2 separate regions of the Pan troglodytes genome follow, and region 2 is linked to region 1. A link is a contact called in public HiChIP or PLAC-seq data. All regions are on one chromosome and are shown on one strand. The core of a region is the stretch at or near the end of the contact, and the rest is flanking DNA. Distances in the headings are between cores, read along the strand shown.

Region 1 (4,963 bases), core at 1,278-3,777:
ACACTTCACATTCAACAAATTCATTAACGATAAACAGGAAATAAACCAACAATTTCTCCTGGTTTAGTTCACCCTTAGGACACTCATCTATGAAACCAGAAATCTTATTCCTGTCAGAACAGGATGGCCATGTGCTTCCCTGTTAACAAAGAAGTCTTAATTTTATTAATTACAATGCTTACGACTAAAACAAAGCAGGACCTCTTTCCATTGATTTCACATGATCGCCAGAGTCTCTCATGTCTCTGCTTCCTTCTGCCATCTTTTTTTTTGAGACGGACTTTTGCTCCGTCGCCCAGGCTGGAGTGCAGTAGTGCGGTCTCAGCTCACTGCAAGCTCCACCTCCCGGGTTCACGTCATTCTCCTGCCTCAGCCTCCCACGTAGCTGGGACTACAGGCGCCCGCCACCACGCCCAGCTAATTTTTTGTATTTTTAGTAGAGATGGGATTTCACCGTGTTAGCCAGGATGGTCTGGATCTCCTGACCTCGTGATCCGCCCCGCCTCTGCCTCCCAAAGTGCTGGGATTACAGGCGTGAGCCACCGTGCCCCGCCCCCTTCTGCCATCTTTATATTCGTTCACTTTTCGTTTCCTTCTCTTCCTTTCTTGTCTCTCCCTCTTGAACATTTCTAAGCACCTTGTGTGTGCCAGGCATTCAGTAACAAAGCTTGAGCAAAACAGCCCACCTTCTCATTATCACTGAGCTTACAAGCCTAACTGGGAAGTGGAGACATTCATCAAATAATCACCAAATCTATAATTTGAAACTGCACTTAGTGCCATGAAATAAAACACAGGCCCCTGTGACAAATCTGTGTAGATGAAGGCTTCATCCAGGAAGTGGTAGCTGAGCTGGAGTGAGAAGGATAAGGAGTTAGCCAGGCATCTCCCCACATTTAGAGCGCCGAGTGGGCAGAGACCAGGATTGTTATAGCATTTGCTCCTGGGTCTGACTCACAGATGTGCTCATAAATATTTGTGGAAGGGAGGAAGGGACAATACGAATAATATAAAATAAATGAAAATGTGTCCTCCTTTGTTTTGATACTATGAAATTAATAAAATTAACTGCTACTAAAAAACAAGTTCAAGTAGAACACAGAAAGGAGAGTGTGGCACAAGATAAGGTTGCAGAAGTAGCAGCCAAATCACACTGGGGCCTTGAGTATGTAGAGATTTTAGTCCGTATCCCGACAGCAATTGAAAGCCACTGAAAAGTAATTCACAGGAAATATAGTTAACTTTTTTACAGCTTACATTAAAACAAATTATGTACTAGATACTGTGCTAAAGACTCTACTTGCACTATTTCAATCCTTGAAACAATCCTATGATGTACTATTAATATTCCAATTTTACAGAACGAGGATACTGATGCATAGAGAGGTCGTGACTCCAAACCCCTACTCTTACTGTATTACACCTACACACTATTCACAAGTGAGAGAAGTAGGTAAGCAACTATGTACAGCTAAATCTCATCTCCTTGGCAGGCCTAGCCCCACTGTGGAGTTGGTAGCACAGGGGTATCAGGATTTAATGAGCCAATCATTGACTTTACGCTCCTTGTTCTGACTCTCTAATAAAATAACCTTCCAGTTATATTCTGGCTTCCCATATAGATTTTTCTGCTGGGAGATAATGCACTGACCAGCCTACACACGCATTTTGTTCCAGTTGACAATTTTATTACACATTGTAAGTTAATAAATTGGCATTCTGCTTTAAAAAATAACAAAAAATTTTAATAGTCTTATACAGTTACTTTCCCATGAAGGGTTAGCTTGAAAAGTAAAAAGCAACGAATAAAAATATCATCACCTATTGTCTCTTTTGTGGTCGAACCTTTTCTTGCTGCCTGCTTTGAGCGACCGTGGATGTGGTCACTGAGTCTGGGGAGGAGCCCTTTATCTTCTTTGTCGATGCCCCCAGCACAGCCCAAGTGCTTCCTTTGTTTCCCACTGAGCCTTTAGCAAATCCCACCTTTCCTCCTGCACCGGCGGAGAGGATTGTTCTTGGGAATGCACCTTGTTCTACTGCCTCCAGCAGTAGACAGCTGGAGACTGTTACTAGGGGTCTCTCCTTCACCTCCCCAGCGTAAAGTACATCCCATGCTAGGAGCAGGCCGTTCCCTGAGAACCTCATTAAACCCGGCGTTCTTGTCACGCGCCCCGCTCAGGGCCACCAGGCCACCAGCCCGACCAGACCTGCACCGAGGCCCAGCCCCAGAACAAGCTGCAGAGACCCCCGCCCCCAAGGCGGGCTCCCTCCAAACGGGACTCCATACTCCTTGCTGGTTCAAGTTTTGTTTCGCTCTTTTTCCCTGTAATTCCTTTATTGGGCAAAACTGGGACAAACGCAGGTGGACATTTTAAAGTGAAAGCTTCATGAAACAGCCCATTCCACGCCGTCAAGAGATCTGCTTAAGCACATTCAAGGGAACGAATAGCCCCCACCCACCAAAAAAGAAATGTTCGTTCCATATTCTCCTGACCAGAGGATTGAAACATCGATTCCCCTCCCCCCCCTTTCAAAGGAACAGGAAGGCCACGGGGCAAGGACGGACTTGGGAGCGGCCTCCTTTCTCTCTGGAGGGAAAGGCTGGAGCGCTGCCTCCACTTTAAGTCCACGAACCACGAAGGGTGAGGATCCCTCAGAAACTTTAGCGCAGGGAAGCGGGCAGGAGAGCGATTGTTTAAATCGATGGCAGCACCCTCATTAATCTGCTTTCCGGCCATCTTCAGCAGAGCCATTCACCAGGAAACGACTAGAAGGTGGGCCTGCGCCCCTCAGATATCCCGGGGCCGGCAACAAGCCGGGCAGGGAGGCCGAAGGAAGGCCGTGAGGAGCCCTCGCTGGCCGGCCAAGATGGCCACCTTCACATGGCCGACCGCCACCGGCTCCCTGCCACCCGGCATCTAGAGGCGGGACGGCCAGAAAGACCCCAGCCGCAGCACAAAACCTCCGCGATTCCCGCCGCCTCCGCTGGGGGACGCGACCTCCGGGAAAGCTATCCCGGCCAACGGTCGGAAGGGAGGTGCCATGTCACCGCACAGGGGAGCGGGTCCAGCAAGCCCCAGTCGCTTTTTCTCCCACATGAAACAAGGAAGAGCAAACCCCCCCGTCTCCTCGCGTCTGCATTTTTCCCCTAGCTCTAGCGGCTCAAGATAGCTGAACGGTCTCTGGAGGGCTGGATTGCCACGGCACCTCCCGCGGCCGCGCAGTGTGGTTCAGCCCGGACTCCGCGGAGCGAGCTGCCCTTCCTCCTCCGACCCCCGCGCAAGTGCTGCATTGGCGCGCGGCGCCGAGGGGCGGGGCCCGAGCCGGGCGCGCGCGGGCGCTGCTCTATAAATACCGGGCCGCACCGCCCGCCGCTTCGTTCGCTCCGCGCCGCCCGCCTGCTACGAGTAGGACGCTGTCCGCAGCTTGCGCATTTCGCAGCCGCTGCCGCCTCGCCGCTGCTCCTTCGTAAGGCCACTTCCGCACACCGACACCAACATGAACGGACAGCTCAACGGCTTCCACGAGGCGTTCATCGAGGAGGGCACGTTCCTTTTCACCTCAGAGTCGGTCGGGGAAGGCCACCCAGGTGAGGGGACGGCCTGAAGCGAAGCGTGGGGCGGGGCAGAAGGCAGCGCCAAGGTCCGGCTGGTTGCGGCCGGCCGGTGGTGGGGCCCGCGCGGGTCGTCCTCGTCCGCCGGGTGATGGGAAGAGCGGCGACCGCGCGCTTTCCTCGTGGCGCCGCCAGGGCCTGGCGCGTGGCCGCCGCTCCTCTTCCCCCTCCCCTCTCCACCCTTCCCTTCCCCCCCTCCCTTTCCATTCGGTCGCGCGCCTAGGCATGCGGAAGGTTCCAGAAAACGTGAAGGGCGGGGGCTGTGGTCGCTAGTGAGTTCTGGCCGGGAAGGGAGGGCACTGTTAACCCCTCCCGGCCCTGCCGTCTGACAAACCTGGAGTGGGCGACCCGCCCCGCGTGCTCGCGTCCGGCCCTCGGGAGCGCGCGCCCCGCATTGCAGCGGCGACCACGTGTTTGCCGCATGTGGTGTCTGGGCGAGGGGGAGCCGTGGGCCTCCCCGGCTGTCCTGGCCCTCAGTTTGAGGGGTGGGGGGCCTATGCCTTGGGACGTCGTCTGGCTCCACTGCCTCAGTGGTTAGGTCTTGACTACACACTGGAGAATACGCACATGCCCTTCGGCGGATATGGCCTTGCCTCCAAGGTGACGGCCTCTGACTAAATATAGCGCATGTCCAAGAAGGCAGTCCTTATTTGGACCCCTTGTGAAAAGGATGGGAAGCATGAATTAGGAGCTGCCATTGCTTTGGGTTCGCATTTAAAGTCTTCGGTGCAGGGTTTTACTTGAGGCTTTGTCCGCTCAACCGCCATTATGGGGATCAATTGGCACGTGAAGGAGGAGTAAAGCTATTTCCAGGAACTGAGAATCTCAGCCTGAGCATATCGGCTAGTAAAGATGATTATTTGGCTCTTTAGGCTGTTTCTGCCCTTAGGATGACCGCAGTAGCTAGCTATCTGGTGGCTTTAGGGTCTGGTCAGTTTACTGTGCCCATGATGAAATCCCACAAGTAACTTAGTGGTATGAGAGGACAAACCCAGGATCTTGATGAGTGCTGAAGGTTAGCTGTTACACCAGTTAGTAGTAGACCGAAGTTCAGAGCCTGCAGTCTGGCTTCCACATTATATTTGGATTCTGTTTTAGGCGGTTATAGAAAATTCAGAAAAACGAACTTGAATTAGGGAGATATTTGTTCTCCCTCCTAACAATAGATGACAAAGCAGGGAGACATGGATTCGGAATACGTTTGAGCATTTTCTACACTGTTGAGCTTTTGTTTCCTGCGCAACTCCTAACAGCAAAATCAGATAATTGCCATTTTAGTCAGAAAATGCTTTTCATTTAATTGTTTAATTGAATTATCTTGTTGCTCATTATAATTGGTGTTCCTTAAGA
Region 2 (4,963 bases), core at 1,682-4,181, 180 kb before region 1:
CAGCCAGGCCCCCAAAGCCACTGCCAATTACCACCACATCCAGCTTCTCCGGCACTTGGTTGGCTGAAAAAGCTACAGCAGAAGGGCCAAAGGGTGGGTTTCTCAGGCAGGGGCAGGGAAATAGCAAAGATAGGGAAACCAAAGAAGACTTCTCTAGCTTGTACAGTGCAAGAAACCTCTAGAGCAGTTTGGCATAGAACTCTTGACTAACATGTTTCAAACATTTTACCTGGGAATACTCAGAACCAGCCAGGCAGATTTGGGGTTTTGCTTATTTGTTTTTTGAGACAAGGTCTCACTATGGCCCAGGATGAAGTGCAGTGATGTGATCACAGCTCACTGCAGCCTTGAACTCCTGGCCTCAAGCAATCCTCCTGCCTCTGGTTCCCGAGTAGCTGGGACTACAGGTGCATGCCACCATGCTGGGCCATTTTATTTTTATTTTTATGTATTTAATTTTTTTTAAGACGGAGTCTCACTCTGTCACCCAGGCTGGAGTGCAGTGGCGCAATCTCCGCTTACTGCAAGCTCCGCCTCCTGGGTTCAACATCATTCTCCTGCCTCAGCCTCCCGAGTAGCTGGGACTACAGGTGCCCACCACCACGCCCGGCTAATTTTTTTTTTTAATATTTTTTAGTAGAGATGGGGTTTCACCATGTTAGCCAGGATGGTCTCGATCTCCTGACCTCGTGATCCGCCTGCCTCGGCCTCCCAAAGTGCTGGGATTACAGGCATGAGCCACCGCGCCCCGCCTATTTTATGTTTTATAGAGCCAAAGTCTTGCTATGTTGCCCAGGCTGATCTTGAACTCCTGGCCTCAAGTGATCCACCCACCTCGGCCTCCCAAATTGCTGGGATTACAGGCATGAGCCAACACACCAGCCCACAAGCCGGGTTTCTTTGGAAGATGCAGGGTCTGCAAGCAATAGTGGAATAGCTGGGTCTTATGGTGGCTCTTCCAGGTCCTGATGAAAAGGCTTGGGCAGGACAGAACTGCTCAGAGGCTGCAGCTCTGAGAAATCACAGCACCAGCCCCTCCCATAGGGAAGGTCTGGGGGCAGTGCTGAGGGAGGCAGCACCTTCTCAGAAGACAAAACTGGATAGCAAGTGGTGCTATATGGGTACTTCCGACACAAGATCTGTTCTTCAACAATCACTGGCAAAGAACTGAGATCTGGGATGTTTCAAGATACAAGAGAACTTGGCAAACTGCTTATTTTTTTAATGTTTTTAGAGAGATCAATAGTAAAAAAAAATTTCACATGTAAGTATATAAGATAAATACATGAAACAAGTGTCACAATGCAATACTTAGTGGAACTATGTATAATGCACTCTGATATTTTCTATTCTACTGCATTCTAAAATACTAGTTGTGGCCGGGCGTGATGGCTCACGCCTGTAATCCCAACACTTTGGGAGGCCGAGGTGGGCGGATCGCTTGAGGCCAGGAGTTCGAGAGCCTTGACAACATGGGGAAAGCCTGTCTCTACTAAAAATACAAAAATTAGCTGGGCATGCCCACTACTCGGGAGGCAGAGGCAGGATAATCACTTGAGCCCAGGAGGCGGAAGTTGCGGTGAGCGGAGATCGCGCCACTGCACTCTAGCATGGACAATAGAGCGAGACTCTGTTTCAATAAATAAATAAATAATGCCAGTTGCAACTCACTAAATTGATTTCATAGCCCACTAATAGATCACAATCCGGTTTGAAAAGCAGTTAAGCTAGTCATCTCATTTTTAGACCAGCCCAGGTAGGTGCTAATGGTTATGCAGCAAATTAGTGACAGAGTCCAAGCTAAAACTCAGTTCTCAGAAGTCCAGATGATTAGTCCTTCCACTTAGAACAGTACTGTCTCCGATTGTGTAGCAAGATATGACACGGAGAATTCTAAAATTTACAAGTGAGAGGGACTCCGTAGATCAAACAGGTGATCCATTATTTTTTAAAGCAGCAGAACTCTTTAAACTCTAGAAGCAACCACAAAATATGTTTCAAAGATGAGAGTGGAGAGCAGGCTCTGAGCCTGAGGCGCCTTGTTGAACCTCTGCCAAAGTTTCAGAACTAGGGTTCAATCCTTACGATTTGGGACCATGCAAAGCCTGTTAAATCACCGGACGGGCAAAACGCAATTTCCTACGCATTTCTGTGCTGCTCCCCCACACCCCTGAGCTCGCATGGGAGGGTAGGTGAAAAAGTTAAGGTCCTGGAACCAAGTGGAGGAATGAGTCACGGGGATTATCAGTTCCACGAGCCACGGGGATTACAAGTGGCAGGGCGGGTGCCAACACCTTGCAAACCAAGGACAATGACCACACCCTTGGGACTACTATTCCCGGGGCCTACTAGGGCAAAGGCTATCGACAGTGTTGCACACTTGCTCCTCCACGTGCAAGGAAGCCCTCCTAGTACTTTACATATGGGGAAACTAAGGCCCACGTCTGGTAGCGGCTGCCTTGGCAAAATGAGAACCCAAATCTGTGAGAAAGCCTCGAGTGCAGCCCCGGACCCCAGGGTCCCTCCTGCTACCTTGTTTGAGAACCTTCTTCCTGGCCTCCTTGTCAGTTACCAGGGGCGCTGGGGGCCGTTTGACATCTTCGGAGAAAGGATTCGGGGAGGTGCCAGAGAATAGTCCCAAGTAAACTTTGCAGAGGACGGCCAGCAGCAGCACAGCCAGGAGCAGCACCAGCGGAAGCCACATCACGCCGGCGTCGGGTCGGGTAAATGGGACAGCTCCGACTGCGCTCAGCCTCTAGGACTGTGGCTCCGCCCGGGCTCTCCAGTCAGGAGGCGGAGGCAGCTTTGAGCACTGATTAACCAGCCAGCCAGCGAAGAGCCAACTCTCAGGTGATGATTGACCCTCCCGGCTCTCCGCACTTCTTTTGGGTTTCCATTGCCTACTGGGAAATGTAGTTCTCGGGGCCAGGGGAGCCGACACGCAAGCGGCTGTGCGCATGAGCAGATGAGGCCTAGCCGAGGCGGCGGGACCCCCAAGTTTGGAAAGCTCTGTTAACGGTGAGAACGCGTTAACACTTGCCAAGGGGAGTGGTTGGTGCCTGTGCGGAGCTAGCAGCCGGCCTGAGGAGGGAGGGAGACTGTGATCCGGTGGAAATTATCACTATGGGGCGAGACAAGGCCGAGAGTTGTAAGACTGAAAGAGAATCCCGACTGGGAGACAGGAGTCCTGAGTTCTGGTCCTAGCTCTGCCCTGGACTCGCTGCCTTGAGGTGTTAAATTGCTTTCCTCGTCTTACGCCTCCAGGCTATGCGAAAGTTCTGTCCAAAGGCTGCTCACAGCCCCTGTCTGACTGGGTGTCATGATGAATTGAGCTCCCTGTTACCTGCGCATCACAACCGGTGAGCGTCTGTCTCTGTGCCCCTCAAAGTGGCCCATAGTTTTGTCCTGGGGGCCCGCCTGGGACGGAGTCCTCTATGGCGGGTCCCTAATGACACCCCATCCGTGGGGAACCTGGGGGACGGGGAGCCGCCCATGGACAAGCACGGTGAAAGGATCAGCGAAGGGCCCATCTAATTTAAATTCCTATGCAGAGAATCTAACCTCCAGCAAGCAGTTGAAGAATCATACCCCCTCCTTGCCTAAAGAGGGTGCATAATGAATACTTGATTGGAGAAGGATCCATTTTTACAGGAAGGCCGTTTCCTTAGGTCCAACTATCAGGAATTTGCCTTTGAGTACTTCCTTGTTTAATGGAATTGTTGCTCTTTTCTTCTCTGCTACAGATAGTAACTTTCCCTACTGAAGGCCCCAGGAGTGCTCCAGCCAGGTGTGGAAAGCTGGTCACGATTCTATGCTACTTGGTTCATTTTCTACACAGCAACAGAAGAGCCCTCCTGAGATTGCTATTACCATACCCGCCTGTCACCTTGCCAAGGCTGGCCAATGTGTGTTTTGTCATAGGCTGTCATGGAGGCCATGATGGAGGAAAAGGAAAGGGGAGGCAGATGTTGAGGCCCCAGAGGCCACAGTGAGAGCAGTTTAGTTCCTGGGGTGCCAGGACTAAGGGGGCATTGCCCTGTCCCCAGGATTACAGTGAGCCACATGTCAAGCCCAAGAGCCAGGAGGTATTCTTCCACTCAGTGTTAAGAATCAAAGCATCCTGACACCAGCAGCCAGTTTTTATGGAATCCTGATCATTATTACCACAGTGGAGGGCTGACCTCATAGAGAGGCTACCCTCCTTCCTTAGTCACCCAAAGTTGTGAACTATGATTGTCAGTTGTGTGTGGGCCATCTGCCCACTTAGGATGCAATTTTTGATGTGACAGACATTCCGGATGTCCAATTCCCCTGTGATGAGGTATGAGCCTTGTCCAGCCCTTTTCCTGAGGGAAGCAATGTCAGATGAAAGACTTAGAATTGCCCAAACTGGCTAGCCAGCTGCCACATGCACAGTATTGCTGATAACTGAGAAAGGTTAGAACATCGTGTTGCATTTTGAATTTCTACCATTGTTGGAACCAGGTCTAGTATTATAAGCCCCTGACCCAACCTGTGTGTGAGGCCTAAACAAAGCCTGAGCACTTCAGCTAAGACCACCCACCAAGGTGACACCTTTAGCCTCACGCCTTTGATAAGCTGGCCCAGGTCCCAGTAACTCCATTGTCGGAAACAGACCCCATCCCTTCTAGTGGTGCTGCTGCCTTTTGGACACAGAATCCAGCTCACAGTCCCCTGTGTGGTCCCCTTTTTGCCATCCTGTGGTCAACAGGCCGAGCGTGTTGGCTCACGCCTGTAATCCCAGCACTTTGGAAGGCCGAGGCAGGCTGATCACGAGGTCAGGAGTTCGAGACCAGCCTAACCAACATAGTGAAACCCCATCTCTACTAAAAATACAAAAATTAGCAGGGTGTGGTGGCGCACGCCTGTAATTCCAGCTACTCGGGAGACTGGGACAGGAGAATCGCTTGAACCCGGGAGGCGGAGGTTGCAGTGAGCCGAG

Evidence for each region. HiChIP or PLAC-seq counts read pairs in DNA pulled down with a chosen protein or histone mark.
Region 2: an H3K4me3 HiChIP or PLAC-seq map of stem cell-derived excitatory neurons shows a contact between it and region 1, with 2.8 times the contacts expected there. The contact joins the promoter of ELMOD3 here to the promoter of MAT2A in region 1. A contact is called at or near these places in 1 of 7 Hi-C or Micro-C datasets (stem cell-derived neural progenitor cells) and 1 of 1 datasets of contacts at active chromatin or transcription factors (stem cell-derived excitatory neurons).

Annotation. Positions count from the first base shown.
Region 1 is chr12:37,213,215-37,218,177 of NHGRI_mPanTro3-v2.0_pri, reverse strand. MAT2A (methionine adenosyltransferase 2A) reads left to right here and starts at 2,527. Exons shown (of 9, transcript XM_001167501.8): 1 at 2,527-3,589. The coding sequence starts at 3,499.
Region 2 is chr12:37,392,011-37,396,973 of NHGRI_mPanTro3-v2.0_pri, reverse strand. It overlaps ELMOD3 (ELMO domain containing 3), which reads left to right and starts at 2,931. Exons shown (of 13, transcript XM_063789693.1): 1 at 2,931-3,018. It overlaps RETSAT (retinol saturase), which reads right to left and starts at 2,912. Exons shown (of 11, transcript XM_525801.6): 1 at 2,533-2,912; 2 at 1-72. The coding sequence starts at 2,704.